Regions from separate parts of the Mus musculus genome. Here all the other regions are linked to region 3. A link is a contact called in public Hi-C and HiChIP or PLAC-seq data. All regions are on one chromosome and are shown on one strand. The core of a region is the stretch at or near the end of the contact, and the rest is flanking DNA. Distances in the headings are between cores, read along the strand shown.

Evidence for each region. Hi-C and Micro-C count contacts between places; a contact is called where the count stands out from the background. HiChIP or PLAC-seq counts read pairs in DNA pulled down with a chosen protein or histone mark.
Region 1: an H3K27ac HiChIP or PLAC-seq map of hepatocytes shows a contact between it and region 3, with 5 times the contacts expected there. The contact joins the enhancer-like site here to the promoter of 5430425K12Rik in region 3. A contact is called at or near these places in 3 of 39 promoter capture datasets (hippocampal neurons, liver and neutrophils), 1 of 15 datasets of contacts at CTCF or cohesin (the NIH/3T3 cell line), 3 of 484 Hi-C or Micro-C datasets (liver and pancreatic cancer cells) and 2 of 115 datasets of contacts at active chromatin or transcription factors (embryonic fibroblasts and hepatocytes).
Region 2: a Hi-C map of bone marrow-derived macrophages shows a contact between it and region 3, with 1.9 times the contacts expected there. The contact joins the enhancer-like site here to the promoter of 5430425K12Rik in region 3. A contact is called at or near these places in 4 of 484 Hi-C or Micro-C datasets (bone marrow-derived macrophages, granulocyte-monocyte progenitors, myeloid progenitors and 1 more) and 1 of 9 other capture datasets (bone marrow-derived macrophages).
Region 4: a Hi-C map of liver shows a contact between it and region 3, with 2.5 times the contacts expected there. The contact joins the enhancer-like site here to the promoter of 5430425K12Rik in region 3. A contact is called at or near these places in 1 of 39 promoter capture datasets (the C10 cell line), 2 of 15 datasets of contacts at CTCF or cohesin (CD8 T cells and the NIH/3T3 cell line), 4 of 484 Hi-C or Micro-C datasets (bone marrow-derived macrophages, epidermal suprabasal cells and liver) and 4 of 115 datasets of contacts at active chromatin or transcription factors (the NIH/3T3 cell line, bone marrow-derived macrophages, effector CD8 T cells and 1 more).

The regions. Positions count from the first base shown.
Region 1 is chr13:81,324,712-81,327,411 of GRCm38.p6, reverse strand. The region is part of intron 83 of Adgrv1 (adhesion G protein-coupled receptor V1); the gene reads left to right. Among named protein-coding and RNA genes, the nearest start is that of Gm32639, 220 kb to the right of the region's middle. Within about 2 kb of position 1,406, at least 6 of the 459 cell types and tissues checked have an H3K27ac peak or open chromatin away from gene starts, as enhancers often do. A contact at or near this core is called in hepatocytes and liver, where this site is marked.
Region 2 is chr13:81,231,664-81,234,363 of GRCm38.p6, reverse strand. The region is part of intron 85 of Adgrv1 (adhesion G protein-coupled receptor V1); the gene reads left to right. Among named protein-coding and RNA genes, the nearest start is that of Gm32639, 130 kb to the right of the region's middle. Within about 2 kb of position 1,278, at least 10 of the 459 cell types and tissues checked have an H3K27ac peak or open chromatin away from gene starts, as enhancers often do. A contact at or near this core is called in bone marrow-derived macrophages, where this site is marked.
Region 3 is chr13:80,938,953-80,941,790 of GRCm38.p6, reverse strand. It overlaps 5430425K12Rik (RIKEN cDNA 5430425K12 gene), which reads right to left and starts at 1,388. Exons shown (of 5, transcript NR_103550.1): 1 at 1,137-1,388; 2 at 494-585.
Region 4 is chr13:81,368,270-81,370,969 of GRCm38.p6, reverse strand. The region is part of intron 83 of Adgrv1 (adhesion G protein-coupled receptor V1); the gene reads left to right. Among named protein-coding and RNA genes, the nearest start is that of Adgrv1, 260 kb to the left of the region's middle. Within about 2 kb of position 1,264, at least 9 of the 459 cell types and tissues checked have an H3K27ac peak or open chromatin away from gene starts, as enhancers often do. A contact at or near this core is called in liver, where this site is marked.

The sequences.
Region 1 (2,700 bases), core at 157-2,656, 390 kb before region 3:
AACTATGTTTTAAAACTCAGGGTAAAATGTTTACTTACTTGCTTATTTATTTCTGCACTATGTAGGGGTTACAGGGCTGCTTATAGGGGGAATTGGCTCTCATTCCACAATATACGTCCCTGGAGTCCAAGTCAAGTCCTCCAGCTTTATGGCAAGCTCCTTTTACCCTTGAGCCACATTGAAGGCCCCAAACTCTTCTTAAGGGAGGTTATGTTCTGTGTCAGTCACTTTGCTAACTCCTCCATGGGGGCATTCCCATATAAACCTTCAACAGAGAGTTGAATGATAGAATCCTGTGCCTGTTTTTAAACAGTTAAACTGATTTTATTTGAATCTGAAAGGGCCTTTTTTGGTAATTTGACTAAGATTATTTATGTGTTAAATAGGAATAAACTACTTAGGCCTAATTCCAGAGTAAGATTTTATGCAGATTGAGATATAACTATAAGCCCACATGTGATGACATATGGCTGTAAGACAGTTCCCTCAGGAGAATGAGGCACAAAGATCAAATTTGAGGCCAGCCTTGGCTAGATACTGAAATAGAGGCCAGCCTGAGCTAATCTACCACTCTGTCATCGATAAACAAATGTAAAAGTAGTTCAAATTTTTATAAATACTATTTTACTGAATAATTGAATTTTAGCAAAAGTGATGTTTTTCACTTATTTTTACCTGATGATACTGCTCTCTGCTCCTGTTCATCACATCCATATGTCACGTGATTTCTGATAAGAACTTTGGGTCTACCAGAGAATTTATTACCCACACAAACAACAACAACAACCTGATGCCAGGGATCCTCTGCTAATTACCAGTTACCTTAGGACCACACTGAAATATATTTTAATTACCTTCCAGATCTCTTAGGAGACCAGGACTCTTAAGTAATGTGAAGGTTTATGAGCGGTGTGGTTTTATAGTCTCTGCCCAGGTGTTCTCATCAAATCTCAAAGGGTTGTGATGTTTGTGACTGTGTCCTTTGTTTTTCCATTTCTAACTTTCAGGTATTAAAATAACAAATTGAACCAGAATAAGCCATTCCTCTCAGCACCATATACTCTTCCAAATTGTTTTTTGCAGAGGCAGACTTTTTTGCTAGCAATTATTATTATTAGCATGTGGCAAAGATTATATAGAAAATGCTTACTTAAATACATTTTATGAAATTTATTTTTAATTATAGCTTACATGGCATTATTTATCATTGTTGAATAGTAATTAAAAGTTAAAAATAGCCAATAATTTGGTTTAGAGGAACTTGATACTAAAATAATTATTTTAAGGTTTGTTTTATGGCGTAACTGTGGATTTTGGCTTACAAATTCAGGAGATGTCTAACTGATCTCTGACTTTAGCATTACTTATTAATCTCTGTGCCCTTTGGTCAGAAGTCTGGGGACTAGCCACATGAGCTGAGCATGGCTCAGCTAAAGACCTTGTTTGCTTTTCTTTGTGTCTGAGACTAACCTCTTTTAGAAATTCAAAACATCCTTCAAAAATTAACACTGATTTGGGGATTGATAGGAAAGGAGATGGCAAGAGAGTAAAAGGTGCACATTGGGTTCTAAACCACTGATCAATGAGTTGCAAGTCAGGGCTGCTGGGAGCTGCTGGTGTCAGGTGGGTACCCACCCCCACAGGGATCATAGATGGGTGGAGCCCAGCCTTTGGATCTCTGGATTTGCCCTTGGATAGTGAAATGCATGGGCGTGCCTCATCCTCAAATAAAGTCCCAAGATTAGAAACTTCAAAACAACACATTGGTTGACTTTGGCTCATGAATTCATATTTAATATGTCTAAACATGGAGACTCTGATGATAGGCTTCTGGCTATGATTACCAAAATCATTTGTTCATACATTTTAGTTTTTAATGAAAAAAAATCCATTTTGGTAGCAAGGTTGTATTGAAATGATTTGTTTTAGAAAGATAAAATTGTAAATAACTGTCTTAGATTTTGTGGGCTTAAGTGTGGCACAGGACCAGGACATGGGGAAATGGGATATGGCAAGGTATTATGGGATGTTCTTTGTATACAAGATGCTATTGGCCTCCCATTGAATATCTACTGCCAGGCTAAGTGCAGGGACCCCAATGGGGAAGTTAAGCCAAGGACTGTAGGTGCTGACAGGGTTTGCAGCCCCATAGGAAGAACAACAATATCAACCAACCAGATGCCCGGAAGCTCCCAGGGACTAAACCACCAACCAAGGAGTACAGAGTGGATATCCATGGCTTCAGCTGGATATGTGGCAGAGGACAGCCTTATCTGGCATCCCTGGGAAGGGAGCCCCTTGATCCTATGGAGGCTTGATGACCCAGGATAGGGGAACACTAGGCCGCTGAGGCAGGAGTGGGTAGGCGGGTGGGGGAGCACCCTCATAGTAGCATGGGAGAGGCAGGAGGGAACAGGGAGCTTGTGGAGGGGAAACTAGAAAGGGAATAACATTTGAAATGTAAATAAAAAAAATAACCAATAAAAAAAGAATGTCTACTGTCACTGCATCTGCCTTCTATTATATCCATGGGATCCTTCCGGAATCCCATCCTAGTAAGTTGATTGCAAGTAGCCTTTGTATTTAACAAGACAATGATAGTTTCTAAAACATGAATTAAATAATTAATTAAATAATTAAATTTAATTTAAAAATTAAAACTTTAAATTTCACTTGAAATGACACTTGAATAGTTGTATG
Region 2 (2,700 bases), core at 29-2,528, 290 kb before region 3:
GAAAGGCATGCCCCTAAGTTTCTCACAAGGATAAATGACAGTTGACGCAATTTACACCCACTAAGATTTCAGTAACTTGATGCAATAGCTTTGGCAGCAAACTTTTCCCGAATGGAAAGTATCAGATTTTCTGCAGTCTTTGGGGTCCCCATTGGCTTCCTTTGGAATTGTGCCAGGATAAAAGACTAGGGTTTTCCATCAGTGATTACCTGCTTTTCCCAAACTGAAGCTTTTTAAGAGTCTTTTTATTTCAGGCAGGGGAGTTGGTTTCTTACAGCAAGTGTCTGTGACTCAAACCATGAGAAGAAGAGGGAGGAAGGGAGGGAGGGAGGGAGGGAGAAGGAGAGAGGATGGGTAGAGAGGTGGGGAACATCTATGAGGGTGGAGGGTGAAATGATCAAACTCTATGAAAAATTTTAATTAAAAGGAAATTTAAAAAGTCGTCCATTCATATCACCCCTACTCTGTGTCAACTACTGACAACATTCTTCTACTTTACTGTTCTGTTCTCTGAATCACTGTGCCCATCTTTCTCCCACTGCAGGAAATAATTTACATTAAAATCACACATTCAGGAACAGACACACTAGGGAAACAATAACAGTTACCTAAATCAGAAGAAGATGTTGAAGGCGTGATTTACCTAACCCAGTTCAGAATTTTCACATCAATTATCAAGATAGATGCATAAATAGCCTAACAGAGCACACAATTTGACATAAAAACAAAACAAAAGAATCAGTTTGCCATTGTGGACATATAATTGAAGCAACGAATATAATCACTTTGAAAATGCTTGTAACTTTGGTCTTCTGTAAGAGACTTCATGGGAGAGCAAGTTATGAGGCTGGATTGTTTTAGCTGATGGCTTGAAAATCTGCCACAGGTGGAAGACTAAGCCAGCAGTGTCCTCTTACCCACACACTCCACTCTATGATCAGGGACATAGCTTGGGATCAATGGTAAGCAGTGGCGAAATGATATGACAAAACTCTCACATCTTCCAAGGATGTTGTGTCAAAGTTGTTCAACTTTGGTTTTAAGTCCTGAAACCAAGGATATACCAGTAGAATGAGACATTGTATGCAGAGAACTCACTTCCATGCATAAGGCCCCTTGCATTCTCAACAGAACAGGAGAAAATGTTACCAGTTAGGTAATAAGTGTTGATAAGATGAGAACAGGAAGATAATATCCAACAGTGTTTGCTTCTGTGCTTACTATCAAGTGTAACTCTGAAGATGTCCTTGTGACCAGCTATTACACTGGAAAGCTTCAGAAGGGAGACATCTGATCCACAGAGAGTTACATAATATGCATACAAAGTCACACAGCTGGGAAGTAGCTGACTGGGCTTGGAGCCAGCTCTAGGGTCAGTGATATAAATCATCAGCCTATGGCTCTATCAGAAAATTCCATTTGAAACTTGTATACCTTACAAGCAAGAGTAAATATTTGCAAACACTTTAAATTAGAATGGTATATAAACAGATGAAACAAGGTGTTTTTTTGTTTGTTTGTTTTGTTTTTTGTTTTGCAGGGCACAAAATAATGCCTTTTACAAAATAAAGCAAAAGTCACTTGGTTGCTTTGGGGTTTTATAAATATTAGTTAAGCCCTTTTGAAAGTTTATGTATGTGGAGATGTGAGTGCAGGTGACTTAGAAGTATCACATCCTTGGAAGCCGGAGTTACAAGCAGCTGTGAGCTGCCTGATGTGGGTGCTGGCACAGCAAAGCCTCAGCAGGAGAGTGAGCGTTGGTAACCACTGACCCCATAAGCCATTATTTTGTTCCATCTGATTGTAATCAATTTTATTGTTTTCTCCGGTAATAAAAAGTCTAGATGTAATGAATTGACCACCAATTTAAACTCTCTCAGAAGTTACAATAGGGACTAGGATCATTGTGACTTCTCCCGACTGTCCTCTTTAGACTGTGATTTTCATCTTCAGGGTGACAGTGAATTTAAAAAACAAACAAGCAAACAAACAAACAAACAAACAAAATTCAGACATTTTTCCAAGAGCTTTTCTCTTAGGAAGCCACACAGTATCTCTGGTAATGAGTCAATATCGAGGGTCAATGAATGCAGAGAATGCTAGTTGAATGAAAAACTGCAAAAGATTTCTTAAGATGGCACTGGTAATCAGGTAAAACTGATTCTTCCACTGTAGAATGAGTTTAACGTGGATACTGAGGAAGCCACTAGAGGTCTTTGTGATTCTTTCGGACAGAAAGCCACAATCAACCAAAGATTGCTTAGGGAATTTAATGCATTTGACAGAAGCACTCAAAACTACCCACATTTCCCAGTGAATAGCATCATACAGTTCTAAATATGCTATTGGTCAGGTTTAAGTTTCCTGGGGTGAAATTAATATAGGCACAAAGCTATAGTAAAAAATACTACGTACATATTGTTTGTGATGGGGTTTAAGAGTTATTCAAAGGACCGTAACCCTAAAAATAAAGATAGAAAAGCTGAAGAGCTGGAGTCTATTGTCATCAAATAGACTTGAAGTATAACTACACATTCATACACACAAGGGCACTGGAAGCCAATATTTTTTTCACATTTAGTTATGTAATAATAGTTTTCTATTTTGGTTTGGCTCTCTCTTCCTACATTGAAACACAAGTTTTAAATATGAAACATTTTCCTGGTCAAATAGTTGGTTTTGGCACTAAAGCAGAAGGAA
Region 3 (2,838 bases), core at 139-2,638:
AATCAAAAACCTTTAGTCTGTTTGAAGATGACATTATGGAACCAAACCACTTACTACTCCTCTTTTCACCTGCCAATACAGCAAAAAGTAATGTTGAGGCTACCTCCATCGCCCCCCCCCCCACCCGCTTTCCTTCTTCTATATGTCCCTACATTAAAGAAGGTACTTGGGGGCTCCTTCAAGAAAAGTTGACTCCAAAGTGAGCTCCAGTGGTCAGCCAGGGCCCCATTTCTAGAGGGCAGAGTACAGTTCTGGTATGAGGGCAACACTGTGTGGCTGCCACACACCACTTCCCCCAACCCATCTGCATACATAGGCTGAGCACTTGCTCAGACACAGGGACCCATGAGAACAAGTCCAGTGTTGCTTCACCGATTAAAGGGCTCCCATGAAGACTCATGCAGCTAGTGCCACCCTACAGACTGCCCGAGCTGCCCACAGGAAAAACTAATTACATTCAGATCGCTGGAGAGCGGTCATCCAGAATACATACCTTGCAAAAACTTAGGAACATTCAGGTTGAGTAATGGTTCAGATGGTTTGCAAATAACACATGCTCGTTTTTATGTTGCTAAAGACTCTTTGCTAGGAAACGAAACACTTGAAATTTAATCTGTAATGTTCTCAAGAGTCTTAGGCCAAACCAACTCAAGCTGTGAACGCCTTGGCTCTGGAGAGCCAGGCAAGGGTCAGGGCAGGGCAGTCCCTGGCCTGGCCTGATGCCTCCAGAATAAACCAAACAGCCACCGGAAGTGGTTTCTGGGAGTCAGTAGGTGGCACACTTCCTCTTGAGTCAGAACTGAATCACAGCTGTGAGCCGCAAAAAGGATCTTTCTTTATCCCCTACCTTTTTTCCCTGTTCCCAGCAGTCACATTATCAAACTCTATCAAATGATGTGTGCCTCGCTTAGCTTAGCATATTCCAATGAAGAAAGGGAGAAAGAAAACCATTTGGAAACAAGAAGAGGGTGGGAAATACAGAGGCCTGAACTGAACTCTGACATTGTTTCATAACTAGTCACATTCTAAGAGATGCAAAGGAAAGCTATCTGTAGGTTTCACTGGGGTCATAAGGACCCCAGTTCTCCCAGCTCCTGTCTGACCCACTTCCAGTGAGACAGTTAGCTCTCACTTACATAAGCTGTGTTGCTTAAAATGGCCCTGCTTGGCTTTTCACTTGCTGAACCTGGCATACTCCCCTGTCTGCTGGACAGCCGTCCTCGATGCTGTCCCGAGCAAGGCCTTCGGTCAGCTCTGGGTGAAATGATCCTGTTCTGAATGTACTGAATGCTGTTGGCAATGCTGTAAATTGTTTTTAGTCCCAAGGAAAAGAACTCGGCAGTTACCAACAAGTCACAAAAACAGGCATACTTTCCCCCATCTTCTCCCTAGTGTAGTTCTGGGAATGCACATATATTTAACCACATTTTTATCTGATGACCTTTATGTTAGTATTGCTTTGCTGCTTCCTTTCAAGCCAATGTATTTAGATTGATAGCATGTTTATGAACATGACTTCATAGGCCCAGGCTAAATGCCCTATGTTTGTTTGACTCCTAGAAAACTGATAATCAGCCTGGAATCAGAAATCTTAGTACAATGCTAATATCTCATGGTTCCTGCTGTAAACCAGTCCAAAGTTTAAAGAACACGTTGATTTGTGTTCAGATTCAAGATAAACAGTAATCTGTAACTGTTTATATAGTCCTATGCTTAGTATATGCAGGGCCTTGGCTGCTGTCCTCAGTAGTGTGTGTGTGTGTGTGTGTGTGTGTGTGTGTGTGTATTTATGTATGAGTGTAAATGTGTGGGAGTGTGTGTGTGAGTCAGTATACAGGTGTGAGTGTGTTATGAGTGTGTGTGTGTGTGTGTGTGTGTGTGTATTTATGAATGAGTGTAAATGTGTGTGAGTGTGTGTGTGAGTCAGTATACAGGTGTGAGTGTGTTATGAGTGTGTGTGTGTGTGTGTGTGTGTGAGAGAGAGAGAGAGAGAGAGAGAGAGAGAGAGAGAGAGAATAAAGGGATCTGTGGAGTTGTGGGACCTTGCATAAGTCTCTGAACCTGTCTGAGCCTTCACTTCCTCAGTCTGCACAACAGGTTTCTAACACAAGGGTAGTCTTACTATGAGAACTGCAAGCTTTTCCATAGTGCCCAGGACAGCTCTTGTTTATGCTCAGTCTTTAAGATCAGTTTGTGCTTGTTCTCTTTATTTACAACATCTTTTCGCTGGGAGATATGAACAGCATTTGGACAAACGTGGGCATGCCAAGTCCCGTCTTGCCCAATGACATCATTTACATCCAGCTCCTGTAGCAATTTCATCCACAACACCTGCAACACATGTGACATCAAGTGGCATGTTGGACTCCTTCACAGACTGGTGGGGAAGTGAGCCAGGCAGTTTTCAAAGCCAAAGGCAGCTGTCTGGGCTGGACTGCACTGCCTGTGGATGGCAAGCTAATGGGAAAGGAGTCCTCATCTGACACATGGAAAGGAGTGCCTAAAGGACCAGTTGGGAGCGGGGCAGGGGGGGGGGGTGCAGAGCCAGCAGCAGCAGCAGCAGCAGAACTCATAGCAGCTAGATCTGGCACAGCCAGGTCAAACCAGGCAAAGGCTGGCCATCAGGGAGAAACAGACATTGCCATGAGAACTGAAAAGCCCTTCAGAAATTCGCATCTCCTGCATTTCCTTGATGCCTCTCTGCATTTGCTCCTACAGGGCATTCCTTCATTCCCAGATGGAAATGTGAACAGTAGAGGTCCTCCCCCTTCCCTCCTCCAGAAAGTAGGTCCAGAGGATCATTGACATCATGATCCTGTGCTCACCTGTCTCAGAACC
Region 4 (2,700 bases), core at 15-2,514, 430 kb before region 3:
GCTGCTCTTGCAAGGGCAGCAAATGCCCTTGAATACTGAGCTGCCTCTCCTGCTCCAAAGTGAGGACTTTCCAAAAATGTCAGATTCTCCAAAACGAGAAATGGAAATGTTTACAGGAACACTGGCTTTTATTTACATTGACCAAACTTTAAAGTACTTATAGTATGAGTTGTAGAATTGTGTTATTGGGACCATTACAGTTCCAGACATGGATCTCCTATTTTTGGATCCTGCATCTTTGCTGAGTAGACATTATTAGAGTTTAAATTGCCTGGAGAAATGAAAAAACAAACAAACAAACAAACAAACAAACAAACAAGGGTTTGGGACCGTGGTTCTTTTTAAGGAGTAAAATGTCTCCACTTACCTATAGGGGTGACTTGTGAATATGGGGAAGACAGGCATGCCAAGATCTTTCCTTATCAAGACTTAGTTGATTGTCATGTTTGTGTGTGTGTGTGTGTGCGCGCATGTGCATGCATGCATATGTGTGTACATATGTGTCACAGAGAGATGGCTCTTCTGTAGCACAGGGTGCCCTGGACTTGCTATGTAGCTGAGGATGACCTCAAACTTCTACTCTTTCTGTCTCCATGTACAGCATACTGAGATTAGGGACTTGCGTCATCAGACTGGTTTAGACTATTATTTAGAATTCAGTAAACGTTGGGCTGTTTATCACGCCGCAACATTCAGGAATGTCATTGTACAATGTCTGCTTTTCAGGAATGATCCAGATTGCACACAACTCCTAAAAGACTTCCCCTTAGTCTGAGCCCTGTGCCATTTTAACTTTGAGGATGTTGCTGAAAATTGAGCCCAGGGCCTTGTGCATGCTAGGCAAACACGACCACCTGAGCCGTATCTCATCCCTTCATTTTGAAGGAGTATGGTACAATGTATTTGTAAATCATATTGTCAGGGAAATGTGCCTAAGTTTGCTTGTTCTCTAATTTTAGAAACATATAGAATATTGTATTACTAATTCACTACATATTTTATTATATTTATATTCTGAATAGGAGGTGGATACAAAAGAATTAATAGATGGTTCTTGTATTGAAGTTAGATGGGTAGGGATGTAGTCAGAGGGGAAAATATGATCAATACACATTTTTGGAAAAAAAAAATTTAGAAAAAAAGTGGCATTGACTACAATATACCAGCAGGTGGCAGTATAGGATTTTTCCCCACCCAAAACCAAAGTTAGTCTTGCAGAGTTGGAGTAAGGTTAAAAACTGAAGGATCCTTTCAAAGATTTCTTTGGCCTAGCTACAGAGTGTATAGCATAGCAAAAAAACATTTGTGAGTCTCTAGCTATGTTTTTTTTTTTTGTTCTTGTATTCAAAATTGCAGCGAACAAATTTGCAAATTAACACCCGAAAGCTTGTATCTACCTGTCCTTGGTAGAAATACCTTGTCCCACCCATCAGTTACTTTTAAATGCAGGGGCCATAGACGGTCCACCACGACATTTATGCTAAATAGTAACCTGCCTACTATTAATATAGAAAATTGTGCTTATTGAAATATCACAGACTTTTTGAGAAAAGGTTTATATTTTTAGCAGTATATTTCCCTCAGTGTCAAGTTGTGTTTTTTCTCATTTATCTGCAAGGAAACGCTTAAGCAGCAAGGTGTGAGAGCACTCTCTTCCAATGTGGTGGGAAACATAGCCAACAGCCTTTCATGCTGTTGCCAGATATTCCTGGGGAAAACATCTACTTCTATCTTTGGAACTTTTATCTTAGAGTCACATTGCCCTGTGTGCCCTGAGCGGGCTGGTGGCAGGAGGGACAAAGGGCATCTTTGCCAGGCGGGGTTCTCAATTCCAGAGCTTCTGTCGGGAAAAGCAACTCCCCAAATCTAAAAAAAGAACAGAAAGATAACCATGTTTGCTCAGATTAATAAATCTTGCCAACAGGAAAACACTTGATTTCTGTTTCTTTTTGTCTATGGCTTAACTTCATCTTCTGAAACTGAATAAAGATATCTGTCCAGAGACCCTTCATGTGCATGGCTGTGGCACAAGCTCTGTGAAGCCTCTCTACTGACTCACCATGGTCTATGTGACTAGCTCAGAAGTTGAAACACTTACGTGGTTTTATTTGGTTTTTACCTTATTTTTGTCAGCTAATGGATGTGCATGGATTTTAACTTCATCTTTCTCTTCTTCATGAAGGCGGAAGAGAATTTTATGTTAACTCTTAGGACTATTATCTAGAATTCAGTAAAAGTTGGGCTGTTTATCACGCCGCAACATTCAGGAATGTCTTTGTACAATGTCTGTTTTTCAGGAATGATCCAGATTGCACACAACTCCTAAAAGACTTTCCCTTAGTCTGAGCCCTTGTCATTTTAACTTTAAGTATCTATCATCTTGGAGACTTTCTAAGGATCACTGCATGCAAGACTGAACCCAAAGCCATATATGACTCCAAAACCCTGTCTCCTTCCAGTAGGACAGGACTTAACTTCCCCAAGTATCTTGACCTGTGGCATTGAAACTGTTAAAATAGGAAAGACATGTCTAGGGCCCCAAATGCTATTAACTAAGAACTCTGTCTGCCTGTCTATCTATCAATCATCTATCTATCTAAGTATATACATACATATCTGTGTGTGTATGTATGTGTGTTCACATGTATGTATATATCTCTATCTACCATCTATCTATCTACTATCTATGTGTCTGTCTGT